Regions from separate parts of the Mus musculus genome. Here regions 2 and 3 are each linked to region 1. A link is a contact called in public HiChIP or PLAC-seq data. All regions are on one chromosome and are shown on one strand. Each heading gives the region's core, a stretch centred on a gene start, on an enhancer-like site or on the middle of the called end of the contact. The rest is flanking DNA. Distances are from core to core; before and after follow the strand shown. Region 1 overlaps Il1rl2 (interleukin 1 receptor-like 2). Region 2 overlaps Il1r2 (interleukin 1 receptor, type II). Region 3 has its middle 23 kb from the start of Gm35741.

Region 1 (4,695 bases), core at 1,362-3,861:
ACAAAACAAGGCCCCAAACTGTATGTCTTTTCTTCTAAGTGTTTTCTTTCCATGCTGCAGGCTAAACCCAGGCTGCTGTGAGTACACTTGGCCACTGAGCTAGCGGAGCCACAACCCTCAGACTAAGATCTGGAGCAAAGGCGTCATTAAAGGACTTGTTCTCCACATGCACCGGGGATGCAGCACTATCAAAGACACATTTGGAATCCACGTTTGCCTTTCTTAACACAGCCCTCCAATTTTTAACAATTATTATTATTCTATTTTATGTGTGTGGACGTGTCACCAAGGAGGCCAGAATTACCCTGCAGTGGAGGTTCTGGGAATCCTACCAGAATCCTCTAGAAAAGCAGTCACTGCTGCTAATCTCTCTAGCCCCAAGGACAGGATCAGATAGTAGCTCGGGGCGCTTTCTGATAAACTGCAAGACGTACACTTGAATCTAAGATTCTGGGAAGGAAGCTGAGATCAACGGGGCTGCACCATTTCTCAAAGGTGTGCAGAGTTCTCTAAACCTAAGTCACTCATTTGTCCTGGGGTGGCCAAACATGATTTTGAAAAAAAAAAAATAGGGCAGCTATTTCCATGCCTCCACGTATAAGCTCCAAGAACGCTTTTGGTTAATTATGCCTTTTCAGATCCTTTCCAGAGCCCCACAAAGCAGTGCTGCGTAAGCCCTCTCCTTTAGAACTGAGTCATTTTCTGAAGTCCTGTGTGACGGAACGGACACAAAAAAAACCCAGATCGAGGAAACAAAGAAAACAAGGCTTTGACCTGTCTCCTGAAAGCCAACATTATCCTTCCAGGAAGTCCCACCTCCTCCACCCAGAGATGGAGTGACAACAGATGCCCTTGTGGAGAGGCAGTGAGGACAACAGCCAAAGGTAGCTGCTAGTCAACCGTTGAGGCCTCAGATGTTTACCCAGCCCACCACACACACACACACACAGACACACACACACACACACACACACGCACACGCACACACACACACACACACACACACTCACTCATAATAAAAGGCTGCTGCGCACCATGAAGTTAAGGGAGCAGCAGCGGAGGAAACAGTGACAGGCAGCACAGATGATGAACCGGTTACCTCCCGGAACTTAGAGCATCCCTCGTGGCTGTTCTGAGGAAACTCAGATGTGCTGGTGGCTGCTCCCAATATCCACGTCTCTCAGAGGCAGAGGTGGCAATTTATCTCTGGCCTGGCCAAGCGTTTTTTTTTAATTTTCCGAGGCTACCGAACCATCCCTTTACGTAAAAGCACCTGTTCACACCTCTATTGCTGTCTGTAAAACCTAAATGAGATCATGTCTATAGACTGATATTTATGAGAAATTGCCTAATGCTTCTCCAGTTCCCTTCTCTCTTGATGTGACATTCCAGAGCAAATCAAGCAGTCGATAGATAAAATTTGAATTTAAAAGATACTTTATCTAAGGTCCTGTGGCCGAGTTGCCTGAGGACTGGCTTGTCTGTCCACCCCAGCATGCACAGAAAACATTGAAGTGAACACACATAACACATAGGATTGTGTTTACTTTGGAAATGCTAAAGGCCACCAGATTCCTTACATTACAACACTGTTGTAAATGGGACTCTCCACAGGAAACTGTCTTTGGAAATGAGCCCCAGAATGATCTATGTTATTTCACAAACCACAGAAACATGTGTGGGGAAAGCCAGAGTTAACTGACGTGGCTTTAGTCAGGAAAGCAATTTTACCTTTAGAGACCAAGACCTCTCACCAACTCTGAGCTGTGCTTAGTTTGTTCCCTTATCTTTTGTTGCCTGATACACCTGCTGGGTTAGCTCTAACTGTTCTAGTCCATTGCACGCTGCACAGAAGCGTCTGAATGGAATAAAGCTAGCAGTGCACATATTTTTCAGCCGACCTGTTGCTGACCACTCTTTGATTCAAGTCTTGCAGATACTGGGGTACACCTAACACGCCAGTTCTGACATCACCTGGGGCAGCATAGAAATACAGGACTCCCTGACTTCAAGCAGGCTTGTGAATGGCTGCCAGACTGTAACTCGTGGGTCACTTATCTTTACCTTTGTGTGGCAAGGCTTGACCAACCAGGTTAGAGTGAACTTTGGCAAGAAGGACATAATGTCTCTCTCTCTTCCACATCCATATTCACTATACTGTATATGTTCCAGAATATTTTCCCAAGAGAATTCAGGCTGTCAGCAGGATTCATGATCAACCTCGGAAGCTCATCACTAGATCATTTTAGAGACTTTATTCAAAGTTCTTTGACGTTATCCAAAGTTAACAATGGTTGGGTAGGTGGAGAGGTGGGAAGATTGAAGCAAACACTTTCCAAAATTAAAAAATAAGAGCAAAAGAATCATGAGGCTTCCTGGCCTGTTGTCAGATCCAATCTCCAAAGCCACCACCCCTGGCTGTGCTGAGCTGGGAGGAGTGGGTCCTGATGTGTCATCTGTTGGGCTCCCCGGTTCCACAGGGGGGAGTGAGTCACTCCTCCTTCCATCTCTTGCTGACAAACTCAACTTCTCTGCCAGGCAGCTTTATCATACTATGTGCACACCATAAATAACTAAGGCAAGGCTGTACTCACACTTCTGGGAGTTACAGTGAGTCAGAGGTGTGAACACGCAGGGGCCAGAGAGGCTGGAGCTTCCAGAAACACCACATGAAAGAACGTCATGTCACATTCTCTTAGTCAGTGGAGATAGAAGGCAGACCACTCCTATCTACTCCAGAAGAAATGAATGCTGTGGTCTCGTCACAAAGGGACAGCCAGGGAGACAGGCAAGCACCTCAGATTGTGTTGGCCTGGCCAGGCAAGGACCATGGCTACATCTCACCACTGTTAAATCTCAAACCCGGGACAAAGGGCTGAGGTGCTGGCTGCCAAGTTCTCCGTGCATTCCTCAGTCCCTACCTGTTACAGGATCCTCCAGACTGGACTGGCATACCCTGCCCCTACCCTGAACTCTCCAAGAGGATAAACTAACTGACTTTCCTCCAGCTGCCCTTCCCTATATATTCCAACCTTCTAGGTGACCCTTTGTCTACTTTCTTGGCCCAGGCTGGTTATCAGCTGCTCTTCCCTCTCCTCACAAGGCTTTGTACTCCCCTGGATGTCCCTGCCCCCACCCCAGGCTATACTCCCCTTTTATCTACAATAGACTCTCTTCTCTACCACTCTGAGGAATAGTCAAGTCCTTTTCTAGTTATTTCTTCCTTTTCATTCAGCCATCAACATTGGGCTACAACCCAGCCTCTGGGTTACCAATTGTTGAATTCTGACATTTAGCTAAATACAGTTTGAATCACAGCATCTGTGTTTTATCAACAACTTGTACACAATAATCTGTGTGGCGACTTTTGTACACAAACAGCTGCTTAGAACAAACAGCTTTTTTTTTTTTTTTTTTAGATCTGCTACTCTGAATGTGTTTGGACTCTGAGTTGCCTCATTCCCTTGCTCCTGTTCAAGAAAAATGTTTGACCTAAAAAGACATGCATTTCCTCATCCCAGTGCACGCCAGCTGTGTGGATTTCTTTTGTCTTTTTAATTGTTTTTATAGGCAAATAAGGGACAGCAAAGCAGACTGAATGGTGTTTTGTCTGTTTTGTTTTCCATAGGGCCTTACTAGATCAAATTCCTTCTGAAACTTTTTTGTTTGTTTGTTTAAATCAGATTGTATTAAAACCTAAATGGAGAGAAATCTTGGTTCTGTAACACAGGAAGGCATTTCTGTGTGAAAAGAAAAAAATTGGCGGCAGGATAGAGACACCAGTGAAGGCTCTGAGCAGAGCTTTGGCCTTCAGATCAGTGAAAAAGGACCCCTGCCTCAGGCTCCTGCTAAGTACTGAGAGAAGCGGGCTTCTTCCCTTTCCTTTGTCCCTCCTGTACCTCATTCCCTCCCTCTCCCCCTGCCTTCCTCTCCCTCTTTATGACCCTCCTTCTGTAGCTGAGAGAAAGAAGATATCTCACCCAGCCACCCAGTGGAGAGCTCTGAGTAAATCCAGGCAGGTCTTTTTTGGAAGCCAGAGACATAAATTACTTCAGGTACCAAGTATAGGGTTTACAGAGAGGATAGCATCACTCTATGACCTGCTGAGTTTTAAATTGGAGGGAGAAGGGGGTAATATATGCACAACTGCTCCAGCAGACATCTCTTTGCTTCACAGACCCAGAAAATAAGATCTTTCTCATACTGCTTCCTAGAGCAGGATGGCTCACTACCTCCTAGAGCAGGTTGGCCCACTGTCATCTAGAGCAGGTTGGCCCATTGCCTCCTAAATCAGGTTGGCCTACTGCCTCCTAGAGTAGCTGGCCCATTGCTTTCTAGTGCAGGATGGCCCACCACTAGCCTCTGCTGCTGCCTAGTGGCTATTTCCTGGTCACTACCTGTGTTCCAGCTTATTGGCAAAGGAAGCTGATAATCACAGACAAATCATTTCTCTGAAGCACATGAAGTCCTCCTGAGACACTGAACACTAAATTCTCCAGCCAGGAGAAAGGATTACCCACATATAACAATAGGAGAAGAACACTTAAGAGTAGGTAGACAGCAATTTTGAGGCTTTGCTCCCAAAGACCACCACACATACTTACCATCTGGAGCCTGGGCAGTGTGGAAGGCGCTTCTGTACCAAAGCATGATGTCGATCTTAAAGCTGTTGTAGATGAACAGAACAGATACAAC
Region 2 (4,695 bases), core at 1,583-4,082, 240 kb after region 1:
TGTGATGAAAGGATGGACCATCTAGTGATTGCCATATCCAGGGATCCATCCCATAATCAGCTTCCAAACGCTGACACCATTGCACACACTAGCAAGATTTTGCTGAAAAGACCCAGATATAGCTGTCTCTTGTGAGACTAGGCCGGGGCCTAGCAAACACAGAAGTGTATGCTCACAGTCAGCTATTGGATGGATCACAGGGCCCCCAATGGAGGAGCTAGAGAAAGTACCCAAGGAGCTAAAGGGAACTGCAACCCTATAGGTGGAACAACAATATGAACTAACCAGTACCCCGGAGCTCTTGACTCTAGCTGCGTATGTATCAAAAGATGGCCTAGTCAGCCATCACTGGAAAGAGAGGCCCATTGGACTTGCAAACTTTATATGTCCCAGTACAGGGGAACGCCAGGGCCAAAAGGGGGGAGTGGGTGGGTAGAGGAGTGGGGGGTGGGTATGGGGACTTTTGGTATAGCATTGGGAAATGTAAATGAGGAAAATACCTAATAAAAAAAATAAATCTTTTAAAATAAAAAACTAAAACGGACTCTGAAGCCAGAACTTGATGAATGAGCATAAGAACTCTAAAACCTGCATCATTAGAAACAAGCATATGAGAAGGTATGTCCACATCAGTTTCCCGGGCACACAGACCAAAATCTACAGCCAAACTTGACCCCAGCCCCGAGTTTCTGAAGTACACTATATCTCTATCACTCCTTGGAGGCTTTTCTTGTGGTAAACAGTAGAAATAAGACCTTCGGAGAGAGTCAGTGTTGACATGAAATGCACACCCACCAGGCAGAGTAGATGCTCAGTACATGGGCAGCCCTTCCCTCCCATGAGCTTCAGAAAGGATCGCTACAGTTCACTAATGTGCCTTCACTGGACACCCACTACGGACCATCCAACAAGTCTGTTGGCCAGACGTCCTGCATCAGCAGGGGTAAAAACAGAAACCCCTTTTCATCATACCATTGGTGAATATACCAGCTACTCTAATCACGGGGAACTATCTGCAGTCGCTGCTGGCTCTGTTTGACAAAGAGAGTCTTATAGGAATTCTGAGTAGCTGCTAAATATTGAGAACGAGAATTAAGTTGAATGTACTAAAGGTGCCAGCCAACTCTGTGGACCCCCTTCCTACAGTTAATAACTATTACCAAATTATTTTCCCCGTAACATTTAGGTTTTTGTGGGTCTAACTTTCAGGAAATAAAGTATCATTGCTCTCAAAGAATGGCAATACTGCCAAACAATACTTGAAGACAAAGGTCCCTTCGGTGGTCATGTCAGGCCCCTACATAGTGTGGTTCGTGGGCCTCACTCAGGCACTGTGCACCCAAAAGCATAATGTGGTCAGCTGGCACAGGTCCCAAACCCTCTGATGGTTTCAGGCACCACCATGGGTTCGTGGGCCACACAATTCTTGTAGATCCTTACCCAATGATGCTGGTATTGTCTCCAGGGGAGAAATGATCACAGGGATGGGTTCCGTGGTTGTTCCTGAGAAGATAGAACGGAAAAGAGATTGCATGAGGAGGTCGCCTTGGTTTCCAGTACAGATTCAGATTTGCTTATTTAGCTAATTAAGTGGCCCTGCCCCCATGGGAGCAGACATTGTGAGATTCCGCCTCTGTCTGGCAAAGGAAATGGGCCTCTCCATGAAACTGAGCATCTTAAGCCAATGCTTTTCCCGGCAGAGGCATTCCCGGACGAGGCCATGGTTACACATTCTTCTGGCAGATGGTCTTCGTTATCTGCTCTGCGTTGAACAATTAGCTATTCCTCTCCCGGGCTTCCTGAATGCACACTTATGGTCTCCACAGCATGTTTTGCCCTCCCTCAAGATTAAAGAGCCATGTCTTCAAGAGCAGGCGGGGGGGGGGGGGGGGGGGGGAGCAAGGGGGGGGTCGGAAAGTGGGTTAGAGAGCCATCTGTGTGGAAGACCAATCCCATACTGGGAACTAAATTCAGTGACACACCTTGGTCACTGATGTCATATTAACTCCTTAGGGAGGTTGGAGTGGACCTCCAAAGGATTCGAACCAGCTTGAAGAAACTGGGCACCTGAAGTGGAGCAAAGGAGCCAGCTGGGGAGTGAGAAGAGGGTTGGGAGCCATCCCTCAACTGGACCCATTTTTCTTGTTCTTGTTTCTACTACTAAAAAAGCAAGCACTTAAGTTACCATGTAAGCACCAGATGAGACCAGGGTGTGCCTACACCACGGCCTTGAAGGTAAAGTGCTTGGGAAATATAGATTACAGCACCTCAGCTCCCAAGCGCCTATTTATCAGATCTGCATAGGACCTTAGAGTCTCCTGTGCAGGTACTACTGGAGTCTGAGGGCGGGGGGTGGGGGGGGCGGGGGGCGGGGGGGGGGGCGCTACAGTCAGACTGCGCATGTGAGGAGCACTCAGATCTTCCTTCCCTGTGTGAGGAGCACTAGGATTGTGTGTGTGATGAATCCTCAGGTAACTCTACTGTGTCTGGTTCAGGACCCACTTTTTTTAAATTATCTCGTGTGCAACTCATCAAATTTGATTTGATTTATTGACTGATTGATTTTATTTTATTTTATTTTACTTACTCACTTTACATCGAACTTACTGCCCTGATCCCGGTCACCCCCTCCCACAACCCCTCCCCCTCCCCCCAGCCCCTTTTCCTCTGAGCAGGTGCTGCCCCGCCCCTTGGTATCCCCCACCCCCACCCCACCCTGGCACTTCAAGTCTCTGCAAAGCTAGGTGCTTCCTCTCCCACTGAGGCCAGACAGGGCAGCCCCATTTAAGAACCACTGTGTGGCCCTAGTTTCACAACTCGGTACAATACGCAGGTCTGCCGCCCCCTAGTGTTTCTGTGCAGTATCACACAGACGAGTGGTGAAGCCCGTTCTCAGACACCACCCTGAACTGAGCAAGAAGATGTGAGCCTGTTCTCTTCTCACAGGACAGGAAAACAAATATAGGCCAGAGGCTTCGGTTCAGGCAGGATAGTGACACGAATGAGTCTCTGGGGCTCACATATTTGATTCTATTTTCCCTTCACCTCGCTTCCTCTCCAGCATGTAAGAGTTGGGGGTAAACGACTACATTAAACGACTGTTCAATACTGGCCAGCTCTGCCTATCACGTTCTTTTCACGTATAATCTGTCCTGGCATAGGCCGAGCATCGTTTCTCTGGGTTTGCAAAATCTGAGTTACTCTAAGACCTGAAACTTGTTAAGCAACAATATAATGCTGTGCGTGGGAAATTCCATACTGTAAGACTTTGTTTGAATGCACAGAATTAATTAAAATACTGTGATAGTCGACCTGGTGGCAGTCATGAGTTACCTCTGCATGGAAGAGCTACAGTACGTTCTCTAGTTAGAAGCCAGCTTATAGCCACTGGACCAAGTATAGCCCAAGACCCCGTCTCAAAAAAAGATGTAAACAAAATATCACATCAAACTATCTTTGGGTTATGTGTAAAAAATATATATGAAGCATACACTAATTTCATGTTTAAACTTGTGCCTATATCCAAGATTTCATTATGCTGGTGAAAATATGCCAATTCTTGGAAAAAAATCAAGATTTTGAAGGTTTCTGTTGTCAAACTCTCAGGCAGGTAGTAGTCAGCCTGTACAAAGAGCCACAATTGGCACTCTGCTCAGCGCTCTGGTCAAAAACCTAGTAAAATGGTGGTTCTCACCCTTCCTAAAGCTGTGACCCTTTAATACAGGTCCTCATGTGGACATTTTATGTCAGCCATAAAGTTATTTAGTTGCTACTTTATAACTGTAAATTACTACTGTTACGAATTATATAGGAAATACCTGACATGAAGGATAGGTGACCTCCCAAACAGGTCGTGAGCCACAGGTTTAGAACCACTGCAGTAAACTCTCAGTCCCTCCGAAGTATATTTTAAGGCTTGACAAGAGTGTCCGTACCAGCTCAGAGCTCATGAACCTTCCATTTCCCAGGACGCCTTAGTTTGTACCCCCTCTAGTGGTGAGTTTTAGCATTGCAACCTTCAAATACCTGCTTTCATCCCTTTCCTGACCAAGAATTAACTCTCCTTCTCTTAGAACTCCCTGCCTTATACGTCTTAAAGTATCTTGTTCGTGGTTTAGTAACATCTAGAATAGTTGATAAACATGTTTTTCTTTTTCCTTCATGCCAAAGACATTCGAGGATTTTTAGGTGATCCTGAATTTATTATCAAGCTGCTTCTAGAACCAAGCAAGACAGGTACCTCGGTGGTATGTATTTACCTTTGACCCGGAGTTCAATATTCCTAGTGATGTTGTATTCCTGGCCATTGTAGGTAAATGTCATAACACATCTGTAATAGCCTGCATCGTCCATGGACGTGTTGGATATCAATAGGCGTGTGGGGTCTCCTGCACTCAGAAATTCCTTATTGCCTTTATCCAAGAGTATGGCGCCCTAGAGGGGAGATGCATCTGAGAGTTACATTATAGAATAACATCGCTCTTGAACATTGAGTGTTGTTGTCAATCGATGTGGAATCTACAACCCAAGAGATTCCCTGGCATATACTTACTTTGGCCATTTTGTCTTTGTGGCGCATTTTTAGCTGTATTGTTAGAGAAATGACCAATTTTTCCCCCTTAGGGTGGAATCTTGTCATGTAGCCCACACTAGACTTAAACTCTTGATTCTCCTGCCTAAGCCTCCTGGCTTCTA
Region 3 (4,695 bases), core at 927-3,426, 190 kb after region 1:
GAGTCACAGGGTAGTCTGGCTTCTGAGAAGACTGTAACTCTCAGTCCCCTTGACTCACCCTTATTCTCTGTAGAGCAAGCTTCACTTTGCAGCCACCCACGGATGCTGGACACAGAGGGCACTGTCCCAATCAGAGCCTCTTACTAAGCCACATATCCCACACTCCACTCTGGTGGCTTTAGCTCCTGCTGAGGAGACTGCCTAATACAATGGGGACCAGATACTCTTGGGAGTGTAGGTCCACAGTTGGGCAGTGTCTGAAACAGAGGCAGAAACCTCTGAGCCTTGAAGAAGCTGCCATCCCTTCTCTGGAGGGACAGGCTCTCCGCTTTAGAGATCGCAGAAAGCGAGGCACTAATTAAGAAGAGAAAGGGAAACTTCAAACTTCCTGAGTTAAAACAGTTCAGGTTTATCTGTTGGAAAATAATAGCTGGTCTCACTCACACTGTCAGGAAGAGAAAGGGAAACAGATTCCCCAGCCACTTAGGGTCTGCCCACTCATCAGGCAACTGATTGTTTAAAATGTATCAGCTATTTTCCTAGGCTGGCTGTCTTCTAGGTAGCCATCTTCTCAGGGCCCCGAGGATGTGGAATCTGGAAGGAGTCTATGGGTTGAAACACTTCAGACCCAGGTTTGAGCAGCCACTTCACTGGGACCTTGGGCAAATTATTCCGCCTTTCTGGACCTGTTTCCTTTGTGTAAAAGAAGAGATAAGTGGGGCCAGACCATGAGGACTAGCTTCCTCTAAAGAGCAGGTCTCCTGACACATGCACATGTACACTCTATATGTGGGCATAATTGTATCTCAGTCAGGCTGTCTACTGCTGTGATGACATACAATGACCAAAAGCAATTTATTGAGGAAAGGATTCATTTGAGCTTACAACTCTCAGGTCAAAGGGAATCATTGAAGGAGTCAAGACAATACAATACTCGCAGAGTCTACCCAAACACTTTTCTTTCTCTAAGGAACTTGATCATTCATTGACTATGGGTATCTGAGTGGGTCCAACCGCTAATATTTATGGAAGGGTGGATGCCTGGCTATACCACTATTATCCCCATCCACAGCAAAGGAACTGGGAATCTTAAGATTTGACATCAATCGTTTAGGTTTGACATTTTAGCTGCAGTCTTGCCCCTGCCCACAAATTAACTGTTACTAATAGACATGCCAATGTGTAGGAAAGATTGAATGTCAACATGAGCCCTGTCTAAGAATACATATCCTCACAGGTCCAATCGTGGCATGAATGATACAGGAGTAACCAATCATTTTCTGATTGACTCTAAGGCCCACTCCATGAGATAGAACCCACCCCTGAGCCTGACCAAAGTATCCAAGAATCTGCAGCTAAATAAGCTCCAGGCCTTGGGAGAGAAACCAATTCTATTTTCTGCTAAGAAATCATAGTATATATGACTACAAATGACTCCCTAAGAGGTCAGTAGAGGGCAGCTAGCCCAAATTGATCAGTCTGCAGAGAACAAGAGACTTGGAAGAGGTCAGGCTTGAATAGAATGTACAAATCACATCCCTTGCCTGCTAGTAACTAACATTACTAGTGACTTCCTCATGGAAGAGGGTTTGGAAAGATTCAAAGAGACAGAGGTGGTCGATAACTTCAAGGAAACAGTATTTTACAGAAATAACCAAATCAGGCAGTTACAGGATGAATTCACCTATGCACCTATGCATAAGGTCTGCACAGGCTTCAGACAAGCAAAAAAAAAAAAAAATCCCAGCATGAACCAGGAGAGGTGAGCAGGCAATCCCACCCTAGCGGAGGAGTTGCCGAATCTGATAGCTTCTTTGGGAAGGAACGGCTATTCATGATGAGACCCCTGGTAGGTCACCCACTCTTCAGGGAAGGCTGGACTCCCTAGTGTTTGGGGAGCAAACTGAACTTAATTGGGGGGAGGGGTGAATAGTCAGCGTTGGGTGGGTAGGAAAGTGAATGAGGTGGCTTTGGGAGGAGTTGGAGGAGAGGTGAATATGATCAATGGACACCGAGTGAAATTCTCAAAGGATTTATAAAAATCGTATTTATTTAAAAAAAATGCAGTATGCAAATATGTTGTCACAAATTTCCGAAGCCTGGTGTTGAGCCACTGGTTCCTGGAAACTGCACAGAGCAGCACATTCCTAAATGGTGCTTCTCCGTAAGTTGAGATTGCTCTCCAGGATGAGTCATGAGGAGGCAGGAGGCAGCCACTGCAAACTGAAGCGCTGATAACTGTGGTGTGATCTACAAGCTCACAAGCTGAAATCTAGGAGGAAGTCTCCATTTCCAGAGGGATGCTTGCCAGCTACCAAGAAATGTCTGAAACAGGGAGTCCATACAGGAAAGGCTCTGAAAGGCATGAGCGCCTGGCTGCTGTGTTCTCACGCAAAACTTTAATAATTAAGAGATCTTGGCAGAAATCCCAGTGAGCTCATGAGACCGGAGGGTCCCAGTACTGCCTGGTGGCTCTGGAATGAGAGCATCTCCTGCAGAGGCTGAGGACCAGAAGCCACATCTATTTCCAGGGCCAAAAATGAAGTATGTCATTGACAGTTTTTTTCCAAGTTGAAAATTCCCACTTTGTTACTTACTAACTGAATAACCTCAGATAAATAAATCAAATAACCCTTCTGAGACAGAAGAAATAATAGCTAGTAATCTCATTGTCATTGAAAAGTGACTACCTCCATATGAGATAATTATGCCTATCCATTTTGATATAGCACCAAGGTAAACAGACTCAGTCTATAGAGCCCAAGGGCAAATACTCAAGACATTGTGATTCAAGGAGTATATTATGAATACATAACTATATATGTGAATCAAGAAGCATATTATGTATACAATGTATTTATATATGCTGTATGCTATAGATGCAATGATCAACTGGCCCTTTTCAACCAAGTTCTGCACCTGCAGATTTGTCAATATCATATTTTAAAATATTAGAAGAAAGGTCTTGGAATGTATCTCAGCATCAAGAACCTGCTTAGCTTCTACTGTGGGCTACGCACAGACAGCCTGGCTTCCATCAAGGCTAGATCTTGAACCCTGGTAGAACCTGATGGGTGGTAATTCCCACCTACATAGGACGGTAGGTGTTCGGCCATGTCTCCTGGACCCCTGGCACCTGTCGAAGTTACCGCCCCCACAGCCCCCACAGACCCCACAGGAGAGGCGTGGCTATCAGCCTTGAAGGAACAGTACCAAGCCTTCCCACATGCAAATAAAGTTTCCCCCCAAACTCAGTCCAAGCCAATGAGAGGTACCTGCTGTCAAACCCTGAATCACCCCAGAACTGTATATAAATCCTATCCAGGGGATTAAAGGTACACAAGAACTACTCCTTCGTCTGAGCCTTTTGTTCCAAGAGCTGTATGTAATACTTTGGCAGAGATCTTCTCTCCTGAAGAGCCACCTGAGGCCCCAGATGGCACTCTTCACTGGATAGTTGGCTTTTCGTAGGCACAGCCCAGTCTGACTCAGTTCAGAGAGGCTTGGAGTTACCGAGAGACCTGGAAGGTGTGGTAAAGACTTCTCCCTGTCTGCACCACTCCCCTTCTCTGGAACCCTCACACCCAGCCTGGACAGAGATCTCCGTGGAAAACCTCTGGTACCCAGGCCCACAGTCTACAAGAGTCTGGGTTCAATTCCCACACAAGAAAAACATTGATAGAAAAACTGTATCTGTACAAGGTATGTACAGATAATTTTTTCTTCTCATTTCTTAAACATGATTATCTATACAGTACTATATCCTCTTACATAGTATGGATATTCAAGAGATGTTTGAAATAGTATGAGAAGATAAATTATTTATATTTATATATACATATGTATATATACATGCATATATGTGTGTGTGTGTGTGTGTGTGTGTTTTATAGAATTAATAAACCATTTCATCTAATGTCTTTGAACATGTGCAGTTTGGGTATTGAGCAAGAGATTCTAGGAAAAGCACCATGTTATATATCCAAACACACACACACACACACACACACACACACAAACACACAGGCGTGCGTGCGTGCATGCGTGCGTGCGTGTGTGTGTGTATTTGGATATATTCATGATATATATGTATATATGTGTGTGTGTATAGACATACACAATGATTATATACATATATATGAGTGTATATATACATATACATATTTCATAGGTCCCTTTATAACAAGAGAAAACACTGCAGCCCACCTGTCTGCTTAAGTAGGCCTCCCTATCCTTTGGACAACTGACTGGAAGCGAGGCTACCAAGTCACCACTTTCCAGACTGATATTCTGAAATGAACAGTTGCAGCAGACTTGGTAGGGGTCCCTGATGCAGAGAGTATTCCTCGGGAGCCTCAAATAGGGGCAAGATAAGCCCTCTGGGAGTGAAATCAAGTATTGAATGTTGAGTGGGTATTTCTATAGTCTTCTCTTTTGGGGTCATAAACACCATCTCTTCCCTCCTCCTGGAGTCTTAACAAACCAAGGTAAAATTCCACCAAAGTTTTCCTTGGAAAATTAATGAGTGTGTTGGGCTCTTTTACAGGGCAATGTGTCAATGGATAGGAGCACAGGTGGCCTTAAAACAGCCATCCTGGAAGATCTGCAACCAGCATGATAGAGGATTCCACCAGAGCTGTGGAGATGGCGTCCTCTCCTATGATTCTTCCTCACCTACAACCTCTACAGCATTGG

The links. HiChIP or PLAC-seq counts read pairs in DNA pulled down with a chosen protein or histone mark.
Region 2: a FOXA1 HiChIP or PLAC-seq map of pancreatic cancer cells shows a contact between it and region 1. The contact joins two enhancer-like sites. A contact is called at or near these places in 1 of 39 promoter capture datasets (the 3T3-L1 cell line), 1 of 15 datasets of contacts at CTCF or cohesin (the G1E-ER4 cell line), 19 of 484 Hi-C or Micro-C datasets (the 4T1 cell line, the G1E-ER4 cell line, bone marrow-derived dendritic cells and 11 more), 8 of 115 datasets of contacts at active chromatin or transcription factors (Th17 cells, embryonic fibroblasts, embryonic stem cells and 3 more) and 1 of 9 other capture datasets (embryonic stem cells).
Region 3: a contact with region 1 is called in an HNF4G HiChIP or PLAC-seq map of pancreatic cancer cells. The contact joins two enhancer-like sites. A contact is called at or near these places in 4 of 484 Hi-C or Micro-C datasets (bone marrow-derived macrophages, cranial neural crest, muscle stem cells and 1 more), 5 of 115 datasets of contacts at active chromatin or transcription factors (the HPC-7 cell line, embryonic fibroblasts, embryonic stem cells and 2 more) and 1 of 9 other capture datasets (embryonic stem cells).

The regions. Positions count from the first base shown.
Region 1 is chr1:40,356,872-40,361,566 of GRCm38.p6, reverse strand. Il1rl2 (interleukin 1 receptor-like 2) reads right to left here. Exons shown (of 11, transcript NM_001356478.1): 9 at 4,605-4,695. Among named protein-coding and RNA genes, the nearest start is that of Il1rl2, 35 kb to the right of the region's middle. Within about 2 kb of position 2,611, at least 82 of the 459 cell types and tissues checked have an H3K27ac peak or open chromatin away from gene starts, as enhancers often do. A contact at or near this core is called in Th17 cells, fibro-adipogenic progenitors, muscle stem cells and 2 more, where this site is marked.
Region 2 is chr1:40,114,763-40,119,457 of GRCm38.p6, reverse strand. Il1r2 (interleukin 1 receptor, type II) reads right to left here. Exons shown (of 9, transcript NM_010555.5): 5 at 4,260-4,434; 6 at 1,441-1,503. Among named protein-coding and RNA genes, the nearest start is that of Gm16894, 31 kb to the right of the region's middle. Within about 2 kb of position 2,832, at least 27 of the 459 cell types and tissues checked have an H3K27ac peak or open chromatin away from gene starts, as enhancers often do. A contact at or near this core is called in Th17 cells, pancreatic cancer cells and uterus, where this site is marked.
Region 3 is chr1:40,169,697-40,174,391 of GRCm38.p6, reverse strand. No RefSeq gene overlaps it. Among named protein-coding and RNA genes, the nearest start is that of Gm35741, 23 kb to the right of the region's middle. Within about 2 kb of position 2,176, at least 58 of the 459 cell types and tissues checked have an H3K27ac peak or open chromatin away from gene starts, as enhancers often do. A contact at or near this core is called in fibro-adipogenic progenitors, muscle stem cells and pancreatic cancer cells, where this site is marked.